Regions from separate parts of the Mus musculus genome. Here region 1 is linked to region 2. The links are chromatin contacts, called in public HiChIP or PLAC-seq maps. All regions are on one chromosome and are shown on one strand. The core of a region is the stretch at or near the end of the contact, and the rest is flanking DNA. Distances in the headings are between cores, read along the strand shown. Region 1 overlaps Jak1 (Janus kinase 1). Region 2 holds the start of Pgm1 (phosphoglucomutase 1).

Region 1 (5,899 bases), core at 2,662-5,161, 1.2 Mb before region 2:
CTTAGTGAGTTAATTGGCGCGTCCAGCGCTGACTTCCTTCCGTAGCTCACTTACTGTGGTATTTACAGTTTGCTCTGTCTTTGTAGGGTAAGCATGGCTCGTGTGGTTTGTTTCTGAGCAGTGTGGTAATTGGAATTAGTGGGTGAGTGAGGAGGATCAGGAAGGCTGCTGCTCGTTGCCACACAATTCCAGAGAAGCTGCCGGGCTTCCCTAGAACACAGCACCTTGGGAGTGGGAGGTGCTACCGTTTCTCCTTGAATCTGGGATATGTCACTATCACGACTGCTTTCCTCATACTGGAAAGAGGCCACTGAAACCCCACATTGAGGACATTTGCCTTTTGGCAGAGACACTGGGGATTGAAGTAGGGATTGGCAGTTGTTTCTGAAGGTGTAGAGTCGAAGGTCTGAGGGTGGGTACCTGGTCTCCCAATCGTCATTCTTTTTTACAGAAAGAGAGGTTTTATGAAAGCCGCTGCAGGCCTGTGACTCCATCTTGCAAGGAGCTAGCTGACCTCATGACTCGCTGCATGAACTATGACCCCAACCAGAGACCCTTCTTCCGAGCCATCATGAGGGACATTAACAAGCTGGAGGAGCAGAGTGAGTCTGGCCAGCCAGTCCCAGCCTCAGAGACTGCTGGGGCAGGGAGGGTGGCAGTCCTGGTTACTGCTTGGAGGCTAATCTGTTTCCTTGTCTCTTCACTTAGATCCAGACATTGTTTCAGAAAAGCAGCCAACAACAGAGGTGGACCCCACTCACTTTGAAAAGCGGTTCCTGAAGAGGATTCGTGACTTGGGAGAGGCAAGTTACACTTGGGCTCTAGCCTCTGTCTGCATGGACAGCTGCCATATTCCCCTTTGTCCTTCGTCAGAGGCTTTAAGAGAAGCACCTTAATGCCCTTTGTCAAGGGACACTTGACCATGCCAAGTTAGGTGTACCTGCATGTGAATGACTGCATAAATACCCAGGACCTGGGACAGCTTCCTCAAGTACCTTGACTTTTCTCTGTGCTGTAGAGGAGGGCCAAGCATAGATGTAGACTAAACGGGAGCATCTCTAACTCTGACTCTTCCAAGATTATACTGTGATTCCTTACATAAGGAGAGTGCCAAGATATGAGTCACGGGTTTTCCTTTGAGTAGCAGCTGGTGTGACCACGGGAGTTCCTGGGTTGGTGTTTTCATATAGATAGACTCTCAGACGCTCACTTAACATCATGACTGTACTGGACTAACAGCATCTGTACTGGGCATTTTCACACTCGTCCGTCATCCTCCTACTGATAAGTGGCATATTTGGGATTTGAAGCTCCCCTGTGCAAATGCTCTTTTGAGCCCTGCTAGCCTGTCCTATAGCATGGACCTGTGACTATGAAAGAATGCCTCAGCTGTCCTCCGAATGCAGAGGTGGCCTCATTGCTGGAGAGTACACTGTCTTAGAAACTGGGATTGATGGGTAAAGTGGTCCCTTAGTCACCAGCTGCTTTCTTAGTCTTCGCTCAGTAGCAGAGGTCATTGAGTCAAGTGAGGATGAGCTGAGCCGAGAGGAGTCAGGAGATCAGACCGAGGTGATGCTTGTGGCCGTGAGAGACAGCCTGAGAACAAGGCATTTCCTCAGCGGATCTAGCTTGTCTGGGCATCTCTGATAGCATGGACATATTCCTTCCAGGGTCACTTTGGGAAGGTTGAGCTCTGCAGATATGATCCTGAGGGAGACAACACAGGGGAGCAGGTAGCTGTCAAGTCCCTGAAGCCTGAGAGTGGAGGTAACCACATAGCTGATCTGAAGAAGGAGATAGAGATCTTACGGAACCTCTACCATGAGAACATTGTGAAGTACAAAGGAATCTGCATGGAAGACGGTATGTTGTGCACACTGGACTGTGGGATAAAGGTCCAGTGGCTCTCTGGGTCCTAAGGGCATTTGCTGGTAGGCAGTCCGCAGCTTCATCTTTACCAGCTCCTGTGGGCTGTCAGACATTCAGGTCTCACAACAACAAGGTCCTTACCAACTGCAGGCCTCCTGGGAGGCTTCTCCCAGCCGCAGGATGTGAACTTTGTCTTTCAGATTCACGTATAATGCTGGGAAGCATCCCAGATAGCCACACTTGTGCCATAAGGAAGTTAAACTACTCACCCCCATTCCTCTTCTGATCTAGTGCTACCTAAGGCCTTCTGCTCTGTCCTTATTGAAGCTAAGGTAGCAAATAGTACTTAGTAGTCACATTTACTAATACTGTACCTTATCTGCAAGGCAGTCATGCATGTGCTTTAAAACTAGTAATAAGAGGGTATGGACTATGATTTTAAAACTGATCGCTTGTCTAGAGATTCACAAAGCACTAGGACTGCAGTACCCTGATGAGGCAGGACCTGGGGCTATGGACTCCTGTTTATCACTGAAGTGTCTGTGCCTGTGGTAGGCTCTTCTTCCCCATGCTTCGGGGGCTAGGCTGACCTTCCACCCCCAGGCCCTGTCTACAGAGCCCCATGCTCATCCTCTCTGCAGCCTCATCTGATGCTACTTTCTCCTAAATAGGAGGCAATGGTATCAAGCTCATCATGGAGTTTCTGCCTTCGGGAAGCCTAAAGGAGTATCTGCCAAAGAATAAGAACAAAATCAACCTCAAACAGCAGCTAAAATATGCCATCCAGATTTGTAAGGTAAAAACACCAAACAGAAAGAAACAGCCTGTTTTTTTTAAAAAAGTAGGCATTCTGTCCTGGGGAAATGGTTAGTAATTAGACCTCAGCGGGAGCCTGTAATAAATGAACCGTGTTTTTAACTCTGCACCATTTGCATGAAATGTGAGCAGTGGACTTTACTTGGACCTTTTTTTTTTTTTTAATTGTTTAATTTTATAACAAAAACTGTTAGTGATATGGGGATGAAATGGCTTTTTTTCCTAATTGTGCTGTGGAAGATAAAAAAAACACAACCTGAAGTGACTTTTTCAGTGGGTCTGACCTACTGCTCTTAGGGGAAGGACTGTGGGTTATCAACAGCACATTTACCTTCGCAATGGGCCTGAGCCACACTTTTCTCTTAGGGGATGGACTACTTGGGTTCTCGGCAATACGTTCACCGGGACTTAGCAGCAAGAAATGTCCTTGTTGAGAGTGAGCATCAAGTGAAGATCGGAGACTTTGGTTTAACCAAAGCAATTGAAACCGATAAGGAGTACTACACAGTCAAGGACGACCGGGACAGCCCAGTGTTCTGGTATGTAAACCAGCTCGGCCGTGCTTTGTAGCTTAGCATTGTCTTGAAGGCTCTTGAAGCTGTGCTTGGGTGCGTATCAGCTGCTCTGAGCTTTTGGAGAATGGGAGAGTCTGGCCATCATCACTTCAGCCTCTGTAGCTTCATGTGAGCAAGCCACACCCACCACAGTTCTCATAGCTGTGAGCAGGTGGAAGAGGCTGGCTCGTTCTTAATACATCCGTGTAGAAGCCCTGGAGGGATCGCAGGGCCACAGGTACACATTGCCATAGTCGTGGAGATCCTGCAAGAGGGATAGATACTTGGCTAGGTTTTAGGAACCACTAGTTACCGTAGTTAGCGAGCCACGCCCTGACCATCATTGTCTCTCAGTTGGGAACACCTTCCTGGGGAAAGCTGCCTGTGTACCCTGATGCCTCTCATGCAGACATGGGGCCCTCTCCACCAGCAAAGCCTATCCAGAGTCTTCCTTCCTCGTTTAAAAACGGAGTGGTTTTGAGGCCCTTGATTGTGCCAGTGAATCCTGAATTATGGGTGAGGCAGCCAACTTAGTGTGGCAGTGGCACAGGCTTCAGGCATGGGTTTGAAAGGCTGTGTGTGATTGGGTAAAAGCTGAAGGGAAGGGGGCATGGCTGGAGCTCTGCTGTTCTGCTGACAGAGATAAGAGGGAACTGAAAGCACGTGTGTCATTGGGAAGTGCTGTAGGGGTGGCTGAGTCAGAGCATCAGGACTTGACCAGAGTTGAAGGACACAAAGTCTGTACTGAAGGTCACCATGGAGAGGAACAAGAAAGGAACAAGGGAATCGGGGTCAGCTGCTTCAGTAGCCCAGGAAGGACAGGTTGGGACAGTAGGAAGTGGATTTGTCTGAGGAGTGTTCAGGAAACCAGTTCTGGGATGCCTAGACACCTGGTATGGGCATTTGGGCATCACTCACCAAAATAGTGATGCCAGAGAGGGTGCTGACTCCTGGCTTACAGGGATATAACTTGGGGCTCATCTTCAGGGGACTGTCCCCTCTCTAAAAGAATGTTCCCTGGGACACGAGGAACACAGATATCTCGTTTAAGGGCAAGTAAGATGTTGCTGTGAGCCTCTGGACTGCTGTCCCGTGTGCTGTGTGCACTGTGGCAGCATGAATGGCCAGAGTCCCTCAGAGGCACGTGACTTACATTCTCAAGAACAGGGAAGTGGCTTTCCTGAGGCACTCTTTTTTTTTTTTTTTGGGAGGAACAAAAGGCTCACTCCCTGCTTTCCTTTCAGGTACGCTCCGGAATGTTTAATCCAGTGTAAATTTTATATCGCCTCTGATGTCTGGTCTTTTGGAGTGACACTGCACGAGCTGCTCACTTACTGTGACTCAGATTTTAGTCCCATGGCCGTAAGTGTTAACTGCTACCTCTTGTCAGTGTGCCACATGGAGAGGGTTACAGCATGCTATCTCACATGGTCTGGCAAAGTTTGCCTTCACAAGTGCAGAATTCAGTAAGACGACTCAGGTTTTTAGGGTGAGGGTCATCACAAGAGAGAATGATACACTTTGAGCATTGCCGTAGGGGTTTTGTTTTCATACGACTGACAGCTGTGGTTGGTCCCCTCAGATGTGCTGTTATGGACCAATCCTTGAGAGCGCAAATAAGGGTTTTAGATTTTCATTTGAAGTTATGGAAGAGAAAAGCTTTGTTGCTTTAATTTCTTCTTACTTCTGAAAGCATCACCTTAATTTTGTTTGGTTTTATTTTACATAGTTGTTCCTGAAAATGATAGGCCCAACTCATGGCCAGATGACAGTGACACGGCTTGTGAATACTCTGAAAGAAGGAAAGCGTCTGCCATGTCCACCCAACTGTCCTGATGAGGTAGCTGTGTCCCCTTCATGGGAAGGGAACTGCATTTTGAATGTCTTTACAGCTTGCCTTATCCAGCATGGGAGGGGAATAACAGAACCGAAGGCCTTACACTGGCTACAGTGTTGGCTCTTGCTTAAGAGTACTCGCTATTCTTTCTGAGGTCCTAGGTTCCATTTACAGCATCCACTTGGGTAAGACATGAGAGAAATCCCTCCTGCGGGGGATGATATGCTGCTCAAGCAAGGCTCCTCTCAGGGAGCTGTGGCCTCCATACCGTGCATGTCTGCCTTCCCAGAAGAGCACATGTGATGAGGTCTTACCATTGCCTGAAGACATTTACCCCACTCACTAGCATTTTCAGTTTTCTAGATTCTAAACTGGATCAAGCCTCCATAGATACTCAGGACTGTCTGGTCAGAGGCAGGTGCAGTGGTGGTGAAGGGGGTAGGCAGATTAGTAACTTTCCTGCCCCTCTCACAGGGTCACAATAGTGACCTGGATTTTGTTGAAAATCAGTTAACCTGTGAGTTAAACAAATGATAATACCATTTATGAACTATTATTTTCTGCATTTTAAGTTGCTCAAATACTCAGTTGTTTAGTCTTGTTAAAGGACAGCAGTTTCTAGCGTATTCTTGATAATTTTGTGTTTTTGAATGTGTGGATGCTTATGGATGCCAGAGACTGAGGGATGTGTCTGCTTGGTTGCCCCGGCTTTGTTTGCTGAGGCAGGGTCTCCCTGGAGTTAGTCCCTCTGGCTTTGCGAGGCTGGCCAGTCTGCCTTACAGCTGCTACCCACGCCTCGCCTTTAAACTGTGTGTCATGCTCT
Region 2 (5,418 bases), core at 370-2,869:
GGGTGGAGCTGAAGGGATCCTCCCCACAGAGCTGACCGGCCTCTCTCCCACATGGAAAGCTGTGGTGGTCTGAACACTCCTGGGCATACAGATACAAATCCCAACTTCTTTCTCTGTTTGTCAATGTCTGACCCATCCAGGAAAGTCTACATACAGAGCTCAGTTTAGATCTTGAAAACTGGAAAAAGAAGGTCTTGCAATTTATGAGTCCCTCGATTTTCAGAAGCCACTCAAGTGGTACCGGAAGGTCCGTGCTGGATTCAATGTTCCCGTTATAGTTTTGGTAAATTCTTTAACCTGCCCAGGCTTTTTAGTACTCTCCTCGGTGACTTTAAAGTACCCATAATAGCGTCTTCCTTATAGGGCTTCAAGAGGGTTCTTGAGACACACCAGTGAAATGTTTGTCACGGTGCTTGGCAAGGCAGCTTGAAATAAGTTGAAATACAAGTTATTGTTGAAGGGAATGGGCCCCAGAGGAGCTGAGAGAAAGTCCAATGTTATTGTAAATATACAAAGAAAACGTGTTCCTTAAAACTTCTTTTAAAGTATCTTGTAGAAACAAATAACCAATTCCAAATCCACATTTACAAATCATCAGATTTATAGGAGAAAAAAAAGTTTCACCTCTCTAGTGGACCTGCTCAATTAAGACAGTTAACCTTCTTAACCAGGGGGCGGAACTGGGGGCGTTGCATTAATTTCCTGGCCTGTCAGGACAGCTTGCATAAGAGAGCCCTTGGGTATATTGTTATTGCTTTAATGAAAATTCAGGTCCAGCCCCCTTGGTGGAACAGGTCCAGCAGAGACTGGACTTTTCAAAAGCCTGAACCCAGGCAGCAGGCCCGGCAGGGGAGGAAGCGCCTTTCCCAAGCCAACCAGAGGGCAGGGAGAGAGGCTTGGCACCTGCGGGCCCAGATCGCTGGCTTAACGCCCCAGGGGGATGAGTGCTCCGGTCACCCCGGCCCTCCCAACACCTGGCCTCGAGTCAGCGGGAGGTGCCCCAATCCCAGACCAGAATAGCACAGCGCCACGCAGGGTCTGCACGGCGGGCTCACCTTTCCCCGGCATAGCCATTGCGAAACGTGGGGTGTGGGGGGATGGGGTGGACGGGAAGCCGAATAGGGGTGTGGGGGCGGGGGTACTGCCAAGGTCAAGGGAGCGTGCGCGGGGCGGGGACGGGATGGTGGCGCGCACGGAAGCGCCGGCCCAGAGAAGCCCGCACGTAGCACACGCTCAGCCCGGCCCGCGCGTCCCTTACCCCGTTGGCTGCAGCGATGCGTACGATGAGCTGGATGGCCTCGGTCATGTAGAAGCGGCCGTCCCCGCCCACAACCAGCGTGGCCTCCTGCCTCAGCGCCGGCTCCACGGTAGAGACGATGCTCTGGATGAAATTCTCCGCATAGTTGGCGTTGCTCTGGAAAACCTTCACTCGCTTCCGCAATCCGCTGGTGCCCGGCTTCTGATCCGGATATGCCTGCGTCTTCACTGTCACGATCTTCACCATGGTGGCGGTTGGCTGCGAGGCGACAGTGGCTGCGGCTCTGGCTGCTGCAGAGGGCTCAGGGTCCGCTCTGCTCTTGCCCTGGAAACGATGGCCCAGGGCCTGCCCACGGCCCGCCCACTTCGCCAAAGTCCGGCTGCCTGGGAAGAGGGACGGGTCACGGGGTCGAGAGGGGCGGAGTCTCCCCGACTGACACATCTCTACCTGAGCCAATGGTCTATATAAAGAAACTAGCTCTTTAACTGGAGAGCAGAGCTTCATCTATCGATCATAGTGCAAGGACGAAGAGTTCAGCACGTTACTGTGATTGGACTAGAGTGTCACGTATACATTCCAGAAGCTGGTCTAAAAGACAGAAAAGCCATCCTCCGACTTTTTTTTTTTCTGCAAGGACAGGCTCAACCCCAAAGTTATATTCAGCTTTCTACTTTTTATGTGTTTGCTGTGGGCCACATGCTACTTCATTAGTGATTGTGGATATCCGAAGAACTGATTTGTTTAGTGTATAGTTTCTAGATCTTCCAAAAGTACGGGTTTTATTTTTCCGTGCTTCTGCTCACAACACTGAGAAATTCCGATAATAAAATCCTTCCTCGCCGGGCGGTGGTGGCACATGCCTTTAATCCCATCACTTGGGAGGCAGAGGCAGGCAGATTTCTGAGTTCGAGGCCAGCCTGGTCTATAGAGTGAGTTCCAGGAAAGCCAGGGCTACACAGAGAAACCCTGTCTCGAAAAACAAAACAAAATCCTTCATCACTTGAGGAAGTTCAGCTCAGTTTGGGTCTGAACAAGCCAGGCAGGCTCTTACCAGGGTTGGCCTGTCTGTCATCCATCACGTTTGACAACTAGGAAATGGAAACTTTGAAGGCAGCCTAGATAAACATAGATACAGCTATAAGGCGTCAAAGGATTACTGTGACAGCGGACCCAGTGATTGTGAAAACAGCAAGAGCTAAGGCAGTCAAAAAGGATTTGATTATTCGGTAGGAATATTTTCTTCTGCCTTTCTTAGTTTTTTTTTGTTTTTGTTTTTGTTTTTTTGTTAAGAGTCTCTGCTTGACAAATGTGTCATTTTAGTATACCAAGAAAACAAATACCTTTAAGAAAGTTAAGTCTGTGAGTGTCCATCTTAAACAAATGTAAAACCTTTCAAAAAGGATTTCTGCAAGAAAGAGGTTGTGGTGATGATGACTGTGCCTGTATTCCTACACACACACACACCCAGAGAGAGAGAGAGAGAGAGAAAGAAAGAGAGAGAGAGAGAGGGAAAGAGAGAGAGAGAGAAACATTCCATAGAGGCATAGACCTATACAGACTTGAAATGACCCCAGCTTAGTACAGTCCACGTGAAATCAGTATTAGTTGATGCAGTCATCAGACTGTACTTAAAACCTATCAAGCCTAAAATTATCAGCTCCTCTCTCCAGTTGCAGTACTAGAACATACTGATAACCCATGAACTGAGCTTGTACTCATACTTTCACAGTGGCTAATTGGTGTCTCTTGATCAAGCAGGGAGGTTGGCTGACATATGTAAGTTCTGCCTCAGAACAAATGCTAATAGGTATATGGATATGAAGTTTATGTGTATACAGCATAGCTGGTTATAATCACTGTCATTGAGCTTCTGTGGTAGCTATGTGGAAACTGACAGCTGCTCATAATTTCTAATATTTTCCTAAGAATTTACAGCTTATAGTCATATTTTTGTAAAGTAAGTTGTGTTTTCAAACTCATTAGGTGAGAAAATTAGTTAAAGGTAGAATAGTGAGTGTGACTGAGATTACCTAACTCAAAAATGAAAATATAGCATAGAATCCTCCAAGTCTTACAAACATCCACTTTAGATTTATATAGTTTACATTAGTGCTTTCACCTAGGTACTAATAAAAAGTACTCAACAAATGGTATCACACAAAGTGCTGGGCTCAGACTCGGAACCCATGCATGCCCTTCCCGAGGTCTTAACTGTCTATGGAAGTATGATGAAGCTGTTCACTTAAGACTGGATCTGTACTTCTCTCACCTCAGAACATGCAGCAGTTAGCTTCAGCCACATAGCAAATCCATCTAAAACTTATTAGCTTAATACATCCTCCATGCATTATCCCTCGGGCTGTTGTTTATGCAAGTGTTACAGCCCTAAGGGGAAAGACTGCCCCAATTCAAGTGTTACAGCTCTGAAGGGAAGGTATCCTGGCAGTCAGGAGCCAAGGAATACCAGAGTCACACTGCACAACAAACCTCACACAAGAGATACACGGGGAAAGACACGAAAGGGTGACTGACTGCCTGTGCTCAGGCAAGAAGCAGCAGAGAACTGAGCAGAGGCAGGCTTCTTGTATGGGGTTTTTTGGGGGCAGGGTTTACCAGGTTGGAGATTTCCAGGGCGGAGGGGGATTGCTGAGATTTCAAGTCCTGAGCTTGGAGTGAGCCCAGGGATTGGTGGGTTTTGAAAACCCAGAAGTGAGCTTGGAGTTTTTTACCCTACAGGTTAACTGAGCCATTATGCGGATCTGAGCAAGACTCAGCCAATCTTGGCTAGATCCAGCGTCTCCTTTACAGCCCCTATGATCCTAGCAATCATTTATGTAATCCCTTCGAATTACTTTTCCAGTGCTATGTACCAAAATAACACACACACACACACACACACACACACACACACACACACACACACACACACACACACGGTGATTGAAAGTGCCCATTTATTACCTCAAAACTCTTTAAGTCAGAACTCTGCCACATTTGGCTGTGTTCCACATTCTCAGCATATGTAAAACGATTGAAATCATGGTCTTGACTGGGCTGGGCAAAGTGTTAAAGGTAAATCAACATAGATGCCACAGTCTAAATACCCAAAGTCCAATCGCCTGTAGCCATGTAGCCGTGTATTGCAAACTGCACTCATCCTGATTGCCCTCAACCACTACTATCTCCAGTCATAACCAGCACAGAAAGTCCTTGTCATCATGAGTCAACAAAACCTACCAGCTACAGGCAGCTTACAGAGCTGTGCTTGCCATGGAAGGATGCTGATGTGCGACAGCACTGTGGAGGGAGCCTGGGCTTTATAAGGCGAGCAGGCTTTTGCTTCTTTCTTAGAGAAAGAACTGCTTGGTGAACTACTCTGGCAACAATAAACTACAATTTAGAACTGTTTTGAGCTGAGTGCTTTGGACACATCTCTTGAGATTGCTAAGAACACTGTTTTCCTGGCATCTGTGGAGCTGAGACCCCTACTTCTTTGGAAGCTGTAATCCACTCCACTTGGCTACACTGTCCTCAGGATCAAATCTGACTTATTCTAAAACTGACTTGTGTGTAAGGTGCGCACACTCCAGCACTGCAGCCTGAGAACACCCTGCAGAAGATTGTTCTCTCCTTCCAGCATGAGTTCTAGGGGTAGAACTCGGGTTATCAGGCTTGGCCCCAGGGCAAAACATACATACATACATACATACATACATACATACATACATACATACATACATACATACCAGTCTGTGTGACCTGTATCACGAAATCTCAATAGCTACAGTTGCCCGTACTAGACCATGCCAGTAAATGCTCAGGCAAAGATGGGCAAAGAGCTGTTGGAGAGAGGCAACACACATGTCTACTCACCCTAGATGGGGAGCCCGTGACAGACCATAGTACAGATCCTGTGTTACAGCTCTGAGGGGAACGGGTTCCCCAGTGGAAGTGTTTCAGCTCTGAAGGGAAAGGTACCCTGGTAGTCTGGGGCCAAGGAGTACCCCAAAGTCACACTGCACAACACCCCACACAGAGATTTATTGGGAAAGACACAAGAGGGTGGCTGCCTCTGCTCGGAAGAGAAATAGCAAAGAACTGAGCAGGAAGCTGGCTTTATAGAGGGTTTCTTGGGGGCCAGAATTTTCCAGAGTGTGTAT

What was found. HiChIP or PLAC-seq counts read pairs in DNA pulled down with a chosen protein or histone mark.
Region 1: an H3K27ac HiChIP or PLAC-seq map of trophoblast stem cells shows a contact between it and region 2, with 11 times the contacts expected there. The contact joins the enhancer-like site here to the promoter of Pgm1 in region 2. A contact is called at or near these places in 9 of 39 promoter capture datasets (the 3T3-L1 cell line, HPC-7-derived erythroid cells, cranial neural crest and 5 more), 1 of 484 Hi-C or Micro-C datasets (reprogramming fibroblasts) and 3 of 115 datasets of contacts at active chromatin or transcription factors (astrocytes, embryonic forebrain and trophoblast stem cells).

What each region holds. Positions count from the first base shown.
Region 1 is chr4:101,153,718-101,159,616 of GRCm38.p6, reverse strand. It overlaps Jak1 (Janus kinase 1), which reads left to right. Exons shown (of 25, transcript NM_146145.2): 18 at 452-602; 19 at 709-803; 20 at 1,671-1,863; 21 at 2,541-2,665; 22 at 3,052-3,224; 23 at 4,484-4,601; 24 at 4,969-5,079. Among named protein-coding and RNA genes, the nearest start is that of Gm24468, 30 kb to the left of the region's middle. Within about 2 kb of position 3,911, at least 45 of the 459 cell types and tissues checked have an H3K27ac peak or open chromatin away from gene starts, as enhancers often do. A contact at or near this core is called in trophoblast stem cells, where this site is marked.
Region 2 is chr4:99,925,652-99,931,069 of GRCm38.p6, reverse strand. It overlaps Pgm1 (phosphoglucomutase 1), which reads right to left and starts at 1,619. Exons shown (of 11, transcript NM_028132.3): 1 at 1,259-1,619. The coding sequence starts at 1,504. It overlaps BC062258 (a long non-coding RNA gene), which reads right to left and starts at 1,252. Exons shown (of 2, transcript XR_003955079.1): 1 at 1,056-1,252; 2 at 1-425.